Regions from separate parts of the Mus musculus genome. Here region 2 is linked to region 1. Evidence: chromatin contacts called from public HiChIP or PLAC-seq data. All regions are on one chromosome and are shown on one strand. Each heading gives the region's core, a stretch centred on a gene start, on an enhancer-like site or on the middle of the called end of the contact. The rest is flanking DNA. Distances are from core to core; before and after follow the strand shown.

Evidence for each region. HiChIP or PLAC-seq counts read pairs in DNA pulled down with a chosen protein or histone mark.
Region 2: an H3K27ac HiChIP or PLAC-seq map of microglia shows a contact between it and region 1, with 6 times the contacts expected there. The contact joins the promoter of 1500011B03Rik here to the enhancer-like site in region 1. A contact is called at or near these places in 4 of 484 Hi-C or Micro-C datasets (the P5424 cell line, bone marrow-derived dendritic cells, bone marrow-derived macrophages and 1 more), 3 of 115 datasets of contacts at active chromatin or transcription factors (embryonic stem cells and microglia) and 3 of 9 other capture datasets (adipose tissue, liver and pancreatic islet).

The regions. Positions count from the first base shown.
Region 1 is chr5:114,735,868-114,742,669 of GRCm38.p6, reverse strand. Git2 (GIT ArfGAP 2) reads left to right here. Exons shown (of 20, transcript NM_001347400.1): 15 at 3,389-3,637; 16 at 5,233-5,322. Among named protein-coding and RNA genes, the nearest start is that of Mir7028, 20 kb to the right of the region's middle. Within about 2 kb of position 3,884, at least 63 of the 459 cell types and tissues checked have an H3K27ac peak or open chromatin away from gene starts, as enhancers often do. A contact at or near this core is called in adipose tissue, bone marrow-derived dendritic cells, bone marrow-derived macrophages and 1 more, where this site is marked.
Region 2 is chr5:114,810,879-114,817,821 of GRCm38.p6, reverse strand. 1500011B03Rik (RIKEN cDNA 1500011B03 gene) reads left to right here and starts at 3,846. Exons shown (of 2, transcript NR_027817.1): 1 at 3,846-4,042.

The DNA of each region.
Region 1 (6,802 bases), core at 2,635-5,134:
GCTTTGGGGTTTATACTATTGTTGAGGAACGCGATCTCAGACTCAGAGTATTGTAAGGCCTGGTCACAAGGTACATCTTCTCAAGGAAAGCCAAAGGGCTCTCCCACTGGCTAGGGAGCACTCCCACTGGCTAGGGAGCACTCCCACTGGCTAGGGAGCACTCCCACGGGCTAGGGAGCAAGGTTGTGAGAGCTCTGCAGTCAGTCAGTGGCTCTTGTGCTGTAGTGCAGAGGCTGAGAGACTGAGCTCTCGTGGCCTAGCGCCCCGACCTGCCTTGCAGCCCCTTCTAGGCTAGTGCACAGCTGCGACCAAGAGCCTGAGAGGCCTCTGCCGCAGCAGAGGCCTGACATCTCCTCGGCCTTTTCTGAGCAGGGTCACACAGATGTGGTAGTTAATGCAGTCACCATCTTACCAGCTTCTTGGGTGATTTGTTTTTCTGAAACTTGCCTTTGATTGTTGGTCTGCGGGGCTTCACCTTTTTACCCATAGTTCTCCTTTAGTGTTCATAAAGGTTACATGTGCTGGGGAGATGGCCCAGGTCAAACATTGAAAGACAAGAAGAGGACTGAAGTCCAGACCCCCAGAGCCCATGTGAAAGACCAGTTGGGCACAGTGGTCCACCTACAGTGCCGTGCAGCAAGAGCAGTGACAGGGAGTCCCCAGAGCAAGCTTCCAGCCAGACCAGCTAACCTGTGTGCTCAGGCTCACAGGGAGAGTGATTGTGGGAGATACCAGTGCTCCACTCGAGCCTCCCATCACATGTGTGTATGCACGTGTATGCTTAAGATTAATAAAGAAAACTCAGTGTTGGCTGAAGAGATGGCTCAGCAGGTAAAGGAACTTGACAGCTGCAGAAGCTGACAGCTTGAGTTCAAGTCCCAGAGCCCACAGAAAGCCGGAGAAGAAGCCTCAGAGTTGTCCTCTGACACCACACGCAGACACCAGGCACATGCAGACACAGTCAGACTTCATTTTTATTGTAATTGCTAGAGACAGCTCGAATCTCTTGAAAGCAAGTGTCTAGAGTTTCTCTAGAGCAAGAATTGGGGAGAGACTTAGTGGGTAAGAGACGAGTACCCAGCCTGATGGCCTGAGTTCAAGTCCCTAGACTCCCTGACCTCCACATGTGTACCGTGGTGTGCACTCACCCTGACACACATGCACATACACTCAGACAAGCCAAGTGTTGACGAGCAGAGCCATTGTCCATTATTATCATACAGATGCCTGTGATTTTTAAACTAGTGAATTATCTGTAACTTTTTATTTCCTGCCATACTTTTTCCAGAGTACAGCCTGGATCTTTTTTTTTTTTTTTTTTTTTTTTAAAGATTTATTTATTGGTTATATGTAAGTACACTGTAGCTGTCTGTCTTCAGACACTCCAGAAGAGGGAGGCAGATCTCATTACGGATGGTTGTGAGCCACCATGTGGTTGCTGGGATTTGAACTCGGGACCTTTGGAAGAGCAGCCGGGTGCTCTTACCCACTGAGCCATCTCACCAGCCCCAGCCTGGATCTTATAAACATTATTAAAATCTGTCTTAGGACATTTTTATAAATGCAGAGTAATGAATTTGGACACAGCCCTGTAATCCCAGCTACTTTGGAGGCTGAGATACAAGAATCACAAGTTCCTTCTTGGGCTAAGAACTAGTTCAAGGCCCGCCTGAGTAACTTGGACTCTGTCTCAGCTCCTGGGCATGATGTACCAGGGGGAGGCTCTGGTAGACCATGTGCCTCTGTGCTTGAGGCCCTGGGTTAAATTCCGTGTGTAGGGGAGAGGCTGAGGCGACTGAAACCAGGGTCTGTGCTCATCTCAGAAGGCAGCTGGCCAGAGTCCAGACTGGGTGTTTCAGAGGTAGCATCAGTGTTCAGGGCGTTTATACTTTCACAGCCTGCTCAGAATAGCACAGAGAGCTTTTAGCTCAGGCAGACATATGAGCCCTGCATCTAGGGATATAGTTTCTTGTATTATTCCCTCTCTCTGGACCCCACCCAGTTTCCATTCATATCCCGACAGCCCACACACTTGTCTGTCCTGGAATGCAAGAATTTCTAGAGGCTCTCCCTCTTTGCAAAGGAGGTTACATATATAGGCGGGGAAGCCATGCTTGTGTAGAGGTAGGCACTACAGATAGAGCATGGGGCTTGTTCACAAAGCAAGGGTGTACTGTTTTTATTTTAAAGTTTGTAATAGAGTTGGCAAAGTAGTGTGATTTATATCTGATCTTTCACATTTAACATTTGTTTGGAAACGATGCAAATTAATGAAGAGGGTCAGCCACTAGTGATGTATTTCCCACAGATTGGTGCTTTCTAAATAAAACTTGAAAGTTAACTCCCAATACTGCATGACCTTGCTATTGGACAGTGAGGACCCCCTGGTGCAGACATGGTTGCTTACGGACTTAAACCTTGGCACTGGATGACAGCATGGTCAAAGTGTACGTTCTCTCAGAGAAGGCAGTTGGACTCATACCATCCCCAGCTTATGCTACACAAATGCGGGGCTGAGGCAGCACAGACACGGTCACTTGTATTTAAGATGCCAGCCTCATAATTCCTTGCTGATCTCTGATCTCATGAAGCAGCTCACGTGTGAAAATTGCAAAGAATACTCAGGGTCTCTGTGTGTCAGTGTCTAACCAAAGTGAGCTGGCACCAGGTAGCCCAGCCCACTCAAGGCCAGCATCACTAACTGCATGGGTCAAAGGAGAGCGAGGTCAGGTCACAGCCCTGCAGCAAAACACTGATCACCAAGGGAAGCCAGTGGACCTCGGGAGTGCCCTTCTCGTGAGGACACTAACCTAGTTCAAGAGGTTGCCGGTTTCTTGTGATACGTTAAATTAGCAAACTTACCATGGTTTGGTCCCTTATATTTTTTTTAAAGATGTGCTTGAATTGTTTAGAATATCAAAAATGCTACATAATAAAGACATTTTTATCCTAATTTTTCTTGTTGGCGTTTTGGAAAGCAATGGGTGCTGGAATTTCCCCTGGGCTGACCTCACCTTTTCTTGCTTTGCACTTTGGGCTGCTTCCATGGCATCTCCTGTCACTTCCCCATTTGCAGATGGCTCAGGGCCGTGTGAAGAGTCAGAGTCAATGTTCTGAATCTCTTCCTCGAGACAGCTTTAGAATGACCCAGAGTACTGCTGGTCTGCACATGTTTTCTGGCCCCACCATGACAACTCTCTAGGCGGGTAGACTTGAATTTCTCATGAGCCTGTAGGTTATTCCGGAAGGAGGAGGAGTTGTCATGGCTTCGCCTTGCAGCCCCGCTAGCTTTATGTCCTCACAAGGTCGTGTTACGTTGGTGTACTTGACTTTGCTTTGTCTGCCTGGTGTGCAAAAACACAGACCCACTGCCAAATGTTTCTTTCAGCTTCAAACTCTCCAGAGTGAGAACTCAAGCCTCAGGAGACAGGCCACAGCCAGTGCCTGTCAGGTGCAGACTGGCTCTGACCACAAGGACACTGCAAGCCACTCGTCCCTAAAGCGACGGCCATCTGCCCGGGGCAGTAGACCCATGTCCATGTACGAGACTGGATCAGGCCAGAAGCCATACCTCCCAATGGGAGAAGCCAGCCACCCTGAGGAGAGCCGGACGAGACTTCAACCCTTCCCCACGCATGTGAGTAGCACTGCTGTGTGTCCCATTTCTGCTGTGCAGTCTGACTGTGTGTTCCCTCCTGGTCAAGCCGGGCTTGAGGACTGAAGGGGCTTGGCTAAAGTTGGGCGTTCTGGCTCTCGCTCAGCCCCTCCCCTTCAGTTCCTCTGTTTCTATGATGTCATTCCCAGGCAGCCTCTGTTGGCATGTGTTGTGTAGAGCTTCCTTCCTGAGCTCTACAAACAGAAGCCAGTTGTAAAGGTCACTGGCAGAAGTGTCTGTCTTCATCATAGGCGGAGGCTGGGGCTGGAGACATGGCCCAGTGGTAACCACACTGGCTGCTGTCACAGAGGCCACCCAGGCGGCACATAGCCCACTCCCAACCAGCTTAACTCTTGCTTTAGGGGATTTGACATTTCCTCTGGCCTCCCAGGGCTCTGCATGCACACGGCACACAGACAAGCAGGCAGAACACTCATACGTAAAATGATCTTTTAAAAACAACAGAGTAGGCAGAGGCATGCCCTCCTTATGAGCTGGAACTCCCCTGTGACTGGATACATAGAGTTGAGAGAGTCTGGGCTTCGGCAGCCTGGTTACTGACCTCACCTAGGCTAGTAGCATGACTTGGACATTTCATAAAGATGCAGTGTAAGCAGCCATTATACCAGCACACTCAGGAAGCTGAAGCAGGAGGATTGCCTGGACCACATAAGATCTTATCTCCAAAAAAAGGAAAAAGAAGGAAATATGTAAATAATTGAAAATGTCCATCTGCCCACAGTGTCTGCTCTGTGGTAGGCTCTCGCCGACCACAGTGGTGCACGTGTTGGGAAGCCAAGTTTTCAAACATTAAACTAGTCTGTCATTTGGACTGATCTATTGTAAAGATACCGGTTTCCACAGAGTGCTCCAGGCATAAACTGCCTTACGTAGTTCTTCCTTCAGAGTGTGGTATTCATCCTTTGGAATGTCAAAATTATTTCTTCAAAGTACATAGAGTTCTTCAATAAGCTTCTTAGGGTAATGTGAAGCAGATGATAAGATCTAATACATTTGGAGACTTTAGCAGTGTAAGACTGCAGTACCGTATGTATCCAGGAATCCATTGTCTCAGCTTCTCTTTATGTGGGTTTAATGCTTGAAGACCGGTCACTGACCTGACTGATGTTCTCAGTGAAAGGAGCCTCGTTTTCATAGAGCTGAGAACAAAACTTAGGCAACCTCACCTTGGTAGCTTACACAGTGCACTTGATCCTAGAGGGAGTGGGTGTGAGGCTGTGGCTGTACCGCCCAGTCTGACCTGAGGACCAGGGTGATGTGCACACCTGTTCAGAGTCGTCCATAGCGCTGTGTGGTTTTGTCCCTCCCAACCGAGAGCAAGCAGCACTGTAGGTGCTAACAGTGAGTGCCAAGTGTAGCTACGATGGCGGTAGGATCTCTTCCTTAAGCACAAGTGGCCTCTTCAGTGCAGAGTGGTTTCCAGCAGGCCACTTGCCTAATTAGGGATCATTGCCACAGCTGTCACCGAGCTGAGGGACATGTGTGAGCTGTGCAGTGGGAGGTGGGGACGTGTTTGTTTTATGTTTTCCCAAGCGTGTTTCTCTCTCCACTTCCAGATTGGGAGGAGTGCACTTGTGACCTCCTCTTCGTCTCTGCCCTCCTTCCCCTCCACACTTTCCTGGTCCAGGGACGAAAGCGCCCGAAGGGTTAAGTACACTCTGACTGGTCTGCCCTGGAGGAGGGCCAGCACCCCTTGGCTTTGTGCCCCCGCCCCTTCCTAACTGCCCTCTGTCCTGCATGAAGCAGCTTTGCTCCTGGGTTCTCATAGCAGCAGGCACATGCAGCCGTGCACATCCGGCCTGGAGAGAGCTGGCCTTCCTCTGGGCCTCCACGCTGTGCGCCTTCCACGCTGCCTCTCTCACCTGTCTAACCACCTCCCAGATCACCTAGAGCACATCTTCCGAGCACTGTCGTGTTAAGCTAACTGAACTTGAGCTGGCTACTGGTCACAGAGAGCAGGGCAGTCCACCCAGGGTTTTTGAGATACAGTTATGAAATTAAAAGTATATTTGGGTTAGCGCAAAAGTATCTTAGCTTTTTTCTTCTAACTGCTGACTTACTTTTTATTAGCACCATCACCGCTGACAAGCCCCACCTCAGTTGGTACTGTCATGCAGAGGAGAGGTGGCTACAGGCTTAAAGCTGTCCACTTGGAATGGTAGGCCGGACCCTTCTGCTGGTGTGTGACTCACGCCAGTGGACTCCCTCACACCCACCTTTAAGAAAGGCAGCTAAAGGGTGCAAAAGATTTAAGTGACATCGTCCCTGTTCCCAAACAGACATTGTGTAAGAAGAAAACTCTTTTCATGTGCACAGAGAGCATGCTGCTTTCCTCTTGTGGGAGACTGGGGCAAGCCCTAGTGTTAGAGGCCTGCCCTTCGGCTCCTAGCTCGGTCTGTCTGTAGCAAGGGTGAAAAAAAGTAGGGAACTGCAAGCAAGACACCACCTTCCCCAGCAAGCCCCCGTGTGGGGAAGAGGACCCTGTGCACTGCCGGGGCCACTGGCTCACCAGGTCACTCTGAGTTTCCTTACAGCCCTTGTGAAGTCAGAGGACTTCTTGAAGCTTGGCACTTCTGGTGTTCTGAGCAGCCCTGGAAGGGCACTGTAGTCTTTGTTCCAAATGGTAGTTACGGAAGAGCAAAGAAATAAGGAAATCCCGCAGTTTGATAATAATGATGTTGAGAGTCAGGTAGGCTGGTCTTATCATACAATTTTGTAGTTTTTTTGATTTGTAGTGTGGTAGCTTTGAAAGGGACCAGTCACTGAAGTGATTCTGTCACAGTGAGCAGTGACGTCATCCAGGGTCCTCTGAGCTCCTCCTGGCAGCTTTGTCCTGGCTTAGGTTTCTGGGGTTTGTCTGTGCAGAGAAGTAAGAGCAGCTACAAGGTAACACTCGTGTTAACAGCTTTAACACTCCTGGCTCTGCATGCTCACTGTAACTTCCATAAACTTAAATGCCGGCTCATTGAAGTGCTGTGCACTTTGACGGAGGAGGACTTAGTCCGTCAGTACTTGTGCGCTGTACTTGAGGAGCGTTTCCTGAACGCTGTTAGTGGAGGTGTGTCACTCTTCTGAGATCCTCAAACAGACCCTGGCACTTCTGATCACTCTGGGTAATGTATTCAA
Region 2 (6,943 bases), core at 2,597-5,096, 75 kb before region 1:
GCCATAAGGACAAAGGGTGCCCAGGACACAAGCAGGTAGTTTGGAAGTTTGGTGTAAAGAAGCAACATCTACCTTCTCTTTCAACTGCGTGCCATTGGGCTTGGCCATACATAGCCCACGTTTGGCACAAATATTTGGAACCTGTGAGTAAAGAAGCTGGAGGTGGGCTCAGAACGTGCTGCCCAGGCCCATGTAACAGATGCCCGAGGAACCACAAGTGCGTGTGCGCACACACACACACACACACACACACACACACACACACAGGTTGCTGGAGTGAGAGGCCAGGGGGCACTGGAGTGCTCAAAGGCTGCAGATCTTCCCTCTGGGCCTTGGGGTGGGGGGTGGGATGGGGGGAATCTCCCTGAGGGCACTGAGCTAGAGCAGTACTGGCCCCCTCTTCCGTGCTCCAGCTCCAGAGCTGCCAGCACCCCCTCTCCCCCCCCCCCCCCCCCCCGGCAGGAGCAATATGCCCAGCAGAGAGGCAGGTGCTGGCTGAGCAGCTCCTGCCTCCTGGAGGAGCTTTGGGAATAGTGCCTGGGTGTCCTCCTGCCCTCAACCAGAGAAGCCACTGCACGGGTGGGGGGCTGGGCACAGAGACCAAGACAGAGGACACCACTCAGAGATGCCGAGACAACTGAACTGTGGACTAGGGTGGGCTGAGAAGAAAAGACTAACCCTGTGAGTCTGCACACCTCTCCCTGCCTAGGTGTCTAGCAATGAAGCCCTGTGCTCTCACAGAACTTTCTGAGGATGCTCTAGTTCCATTATCTCTTAGAGAGAGGAGCAGGCGCACTGCACGGGGTCATTCTCCACTGAGCGTGCCACTGTGCTCAGGCAGTTCAGGGAATAAGTAAATGCTGCTCTCTGCTCTCAGCCGATGCCCTGGTGGGAAAGACGTGGGCTTCAAATTTCCACTTCACATCCTTCTGGAACACGAAGAGTTAATGGAGCACACATCATCCTAAGACATGCCTTCTTGCAATCCCTGCTCTCCCCACCAGCACTTGCCTGCAGCTGTCAGGGAACTCAAAAAAATGATGCAGGTTGGCACACGGCCAATAAGACTGTGGGAAAGAACTCTGGAAACATGCGTTCAAAACCCGTGTAGGTTGGATTTCTCATCTGTGCAAAATACAAGCCCAAAATATAATTCATACAAAATATGAAGGGCTTCACTGTGAGCAAGAGTCTGTAATTGCTCTCTCCTGATTTGTACTTTTGTGTGGTCAAGTTTTCTGTAAACCTGTTTAATATCCTAGATAATTGATAGAATCTCCTCTTTGTGGGGTTTTTGTTTTTGTTTTTGAGGAATAATTTTTAATCCCCAACAAGGCAAAACTCTCTGCTTCATCAAACATTTCTTCTAAGAATTAGCCAGTAAGATATCATCCATATAATGATACATTTTAGAATGAGCAAACTGTTTATAACAGCTGTAGGAAATGTTAACACAGTGCCAGACTGTTTGGAAGAACTTTCCAGTGACACCGTTGACACAGGTTGACACAGGTTGAGCACTACTATAAGCATTGCCAGGAAGGCAAGTTTTTCCTTATCCTGTTTTTGTAAAGGTGCAGTGAAGAAGTAGTCTTGTAAATCAATCACTATAATAGATCATCCCTTAGGTAATGATGAAGGCAAGGGAATTCCAGGCTATAAAGAGCCCATTGGCTCAATCACCTTATTTACAGCTCTCAAATCTGTTAATAGTCCCCATTTTCCAGGTTTCTTCTTAGTGACAAATATAGGAGAACGCCAAAGACTGATTGGTTGTCCCCTGTGTTGAACGTTTTGCTGCTTCTGCAGCAGCTGTCCTAGTGCCTCTAAGTGTTCTGATATCAAAGGCCAATGTTCCACCCATGCACGTTTGTCATGTAACCATTTTAAAGTTAAGGCAGTTGGTGTCTTTGAAAGTCCAACAGCTGTTGTGTCCTGCTTATATATGACATTATGGCTGTACTTGAAAATACCTTCTAGTATTATTCTCAGAAGTGTTTATTTTCTGGATTGTTTCTGAGATGAAAGGAATGTTAATCTGTATTTTCCATTGCTGCAACAAATCACTCGCCATAATTTCATGGCTACGTTAGCCACAGATGGCTTTAATTCTCCTATTTGCCTTCTGGTCCTACACACTCGACCCATCTTGCACCTCTTCATCTGAGATAAAGTTCCAACCTCCGGAAGGTGAATATGTAGCTCCTGAAGAGGCCAATCCGGATGCCAAGATTTTGGTGACATTATAGTCTCATCTGCTTCTGTGTCTACTCAATCTTCAATGCCGTTTAGCTTAGAAAACACGAAAATAGTTATTCAACAAATAGGCAGAGCCGGGCGTGGTGGCACACGCCTTTAATCCCAGCATTCGGGAGGCAGAGGCAGGTGGATTTCTGAGTTCGAGGCCAGTCTGGTCTACAGAGTGAGTTCCAGGACAACCAAGGGCTACACAGAGAAACCTTGTCTTGAAAAACCAAAACCAAACCAAACCAAACCAAAAAAACCCAAATAGGCAAATGTACATCCCACTTATATGATAATGACCTATTGATATGGAATAGATAAGTATGCAGGGGCCAGAAATAAAATGGGTCACTAGGTGATGGGGACAGGGGAGATAGTTGTGTTATGGTCTAATGGGCTTGGAGTTTCTGTTTGAGATGATGAGAAGGTTCTGGAAATGGTCTATATGTGTTGGTTTATATTTAGCCTAATACAGCTGAATTGTATTAAAAAGTAGCTAAGGATTTCTGAGTTCAAGGCCAGCCTGGTCTACAAAGTGAGTTCCAGGACAGCCAGAGCCATATAGAGAAACCCTGTCTTGCTATAAAACTAAAAAAAAAAAAAAGTAGCTAAAATGATTAATTTTACGTTATGTCACCATCATAGCAAGAGTGAGATCAGCCAGTATGATTTTAAGATTGTATAAAAGGGGCTACGAGATGGTCAGCGGTTAAGAGCATTTACTGCTCTTCCAGAGGACCTGGGTTCAGTTCCCAGCACTTACACGGAGGTTCACAATTATCTGTAACTCCCGTTCCAGAGGAACACACACTACTTCTAGCCTTCACCAGCTCCAGGCACCCATGCAGTGCACACACACATGCAAGCAAAGCACTCATGTACATAAACTAAACCTTAAAAATGATTGTATAGGCTAGGCATGTTAGTGCATGCCTTTAATCCCAGCACTCGGGAGGCAGAGGCAGGCAGATCTGTATGAATTTGGGGCACTTGAGAGGCAGAGGCAGGCAGGATTTCTGAGTTCTGGGTCAGCCCGGTCTACAGAGTGAGTTCCAACAGGCAGGGCTACACAGAGAAACCCTTTCTCAAAAGGAAGCAAAATACATACATAAAACTTACACTTTTCAGGCTGGAGAGATGGCTCAGCAGGTAAGAGCACTGACTGCTCTTCTGTAGGACCTGAGTTCAAATCCCAGCAACCACATGGTGGCTCACAACCATCTGTAGTGATTTCTGACGCCGTCTTCTGGTGTGTCTGAAGATGGCTACAGTGTGCTTATATATAATAATAAATAAAGCATTTAAGAAAATATTGTTTAAAATAACTTACAGTTTTCAAAAATGAGATTACGGTGTCTCTTTCTTCGGACTGCATTGACTAATACGAAAATGTATGAATGTATGAATGTGTAAAGCAAAGCCTTCCACGGGGAAGCCCGACGCGAGCGCTTGCCACAGCTTTGGAACCCTCTGCGCAGAACCATAATTCACCACCCCACCCCCGAAGTTGGTCGGGATGGCTCCTCCCCTCGCCCCCCCACCCGCCCTGTTTCCGTGGCAACTGCGCGAGCGGAGTGGGCGGACCTCGGAAAAACGGCAACGTCTAGGGGCGGGGCTTAAGGCGGAAGCGGCGTCCCCGCGCTCCGTGCAGTGCGGGTTTCAGTGATGCTGCGCTCAGGATGGATGCGGCTGTTGCCCATGCTCTGCAGCCTCCTGCTAGGGCGAGCCGAGGCCCCGAGCCCGGGGGTGCCGCCGGAGCAAAGCCAGCCCTACGCGGTGTTGCGGAGGCAGAGCCTGGGTAAGCGGTGCGGTGGGGAGGGTGCGCGTTTGCAGCCGGATCCGGGCGTGGGGAGCTTGTGCGGGGCGCAGGCCGGCCTAGCCTCTGGTTGTGGGAAGCCAATAAACGCCATTACAAGATGGCGCTGATTTCAATAAGCCGACACCTATGAATATGGGTAAACAATGTGCCCATGTGCAGTAGAGTTTTCTTTCAGCCAAGTCACTGCCTGGCCTGAGGCATGTAAATGAGGTACTGAAAGCATAACCAATCTGGTGTAGACACGCCTATCCTAGGCCTATATAAGCAGCACTGGTTTTTGGCCTGGGGTCTTTCGCTTTTACTATCAAGCTCTCCCAATAAATGTGTGCAGAAGAATCCTGTTGTGTTGTTCTTCTTGCTGGCGAGTTGGGCCTCTACAAGTGGTGATTCTCATATCGCCTCAGGGTTATTGTTAGTGAATCAAAGAGTGGATGTTTTACAACATAACATGGAACAGATGATGGATGTCCTACAAATGAGTTGTGTGGCATCAACCCTGCATATGTGCATTACTCCCATTAGGTATGTTAATATTCTTTTATTAAACGTACAGATTTATCGAATTATCTGAAGGGGAACTGGTCGCAGGAGCTGGACAGGTTGCACACGGAGCTGCAGATACAGATCCTGAACCTTAATTGAACCAGAGTGGAACTAGTGACCCTTGGAGGCTTTACCTCTTGGCTTACCTCTGCATTTTCTCACTTTAAGGAATGGGTGGGAGTGATTTTGTTTATGAATATGTTTACCCATGAATATGGGTAAACAACCAATGTGCCCATGTGCAGTAGAGTTTTCTTTTAGCCTAGTCACTGCCTGACCCGAAGCATGTAAATGAGGTACTGAAAGCATAACCAATCTGGTGTAGACATGCCTATCCTAGGCCTATATAAGCAGCACTGGTTTTTGGCCTCGGGGTCTTTCGCTTTCACTATCAAGCTCTCCCAATAAATGTATGCAGAAGAATCCTGTTTTGGCGTCCTTCTTGCTGGCGAGTCGAGTGTCTACATCTGGTCCTCAGGAAGCTGCTTTTCCTGGGGTCAGTTCTAGGCTTGGGAGCCAGCGCTTGCACCCCTGTGTGCTGTCTGGCGCACCTGCTGAAGCGAGAACCTGGAGTCCTGGGGGTGTGTGAGCTCCTCTGTTGCTCGCTCTGTGGCTTCAGCCTAGGCAACCGGGCTCATCCTGCATCCCTCATCCGTTCTCAGCGATGGCCATTCATAATTGACAAGTTTTAGCATTTCTTACACAGCAAGGGTTCCTAGATAGCATCGCTGTTTATGGGAATTCTTTTGGGCCTCGCAGAGGGCTAATGAGAAAAGTAGGCCTTTCAACCCTGTTCTGGAGAAAAGGAAAATGAAGCCCAGAGGTAGAGTTGTGTTACTCAGGGGTACTCCGGTAGGAAGTGGTGGATGTCAGTACTTGAATCCGGGGTTTGTGGGGGCTTGAAGGAACTTCAGGGCGGTGTCTATTACACACACGCACACACACACAAGCGAGTGCAGGGCGGTGGTTCTCACGGATTTCCCTTTGGAGCTGGGCTTATCACCCTTGACACTCCCCACATCTTTGATCAAGTGATTCTTTCTTGGGAGGGAAGGCAGGGGCCACAGTCTCTTTTACCCTCTAGATGCAGACTTGCCTGCCACCCTGAGTGCTGCCTCTTTTGATCAGAAGTGAAGTTTTGAAGGTAATCTATAGTTAAGCTTAAAGGAATCCTTTTAAGGGGGTTTCTGCTTGCCCCAGCTTATCGGTGCAGAATGGGGCTCAGTGACCATAGGGTGGGCTAAAATTGTCTTTTAAGTTTCTCTTTGGAACCACCAGTCCAGTCAGTTACTGGATATGCCATGCAGGAGAGGGTGATATAAGGATGAAGAATAGAGGGACTTATTGGGCTCCGGGCAGATATTAATCCAAATGATATTATGGACCTAACACTTGGTCTTAAGCTTTTCTCTTCCTTTATTTTTTAGATTTTTAGGATGTGCGTCCTTGTGTGTGTTTGTCCAGAGAGGCTGGTAATGGGTATCAGGTTTCCTGGAGCTTGTGTTAACTCCAGTATGGATCCTGGTCTTCTTGGTCTTACCTGCGCCAAATAGCCCAGGCCAACTACTAAGTGCCTGGTCAAGTTGACAAAAGCCTCGAATTCCCAGTTTCCTAAAGTTATGACTACAGCTGGACTTAAATCCTCTTGCTCCATTTAAACCATTTCCTTATGTTTAGGAAGAGGCTTTAAAGAGTCAAAACTTTCAAGACAGATTCTGAGACTGGAAGGGAACTCTGCTTTCTAAAACAAGCAGAAGCAGGAGTGGGGGATGGGGGGGGGGGCGTAGTGGTGCACACCTTCAATCCCAGCATTCAGGAGGCAGAGGCAGGTAGACCTCTTTGAGTTTGAGGCCAGCCCGGTCCAGGACAGCCAGGGCTGCACAGAGAAACCCCTGTCTTGGAAAACAAACAAACCCGGAAGCAGGCTGCACTCTAAGAGAGCCTGGTTCCTAGCATCCATAAAGGTCTTAAAGTGACATCTGGCCTTTTGGAGTTGTGGCATGCTCTGTCATGTTTTTCTGTCCTTCCTCACCAAGAAAAGACGAACCTTTGTGTTGAATGACCAGGCTAAGAGGATGTGATGGTGTAGGAGGTGGGGTGGGCACAGAGGCTCTGAAATTATTGCCTGGAAAGTGGTTGGGTCTTGGCTTTTCAGAGGAACAGGAACTCGGTCACAACAATCATGGTCAGACCCAGTTGGAACTTGACATGGGGCCACGTAGTTGGAACTAAGGGTTTGTAAATTTGGTCATAGTGTTTTGAGTGTCCCGGAGGAAGACAGCTATTGCTGAGTAAGGTGGGTGGCTGGTTATTTATGTCATCAGGTCCTCAAGGCCT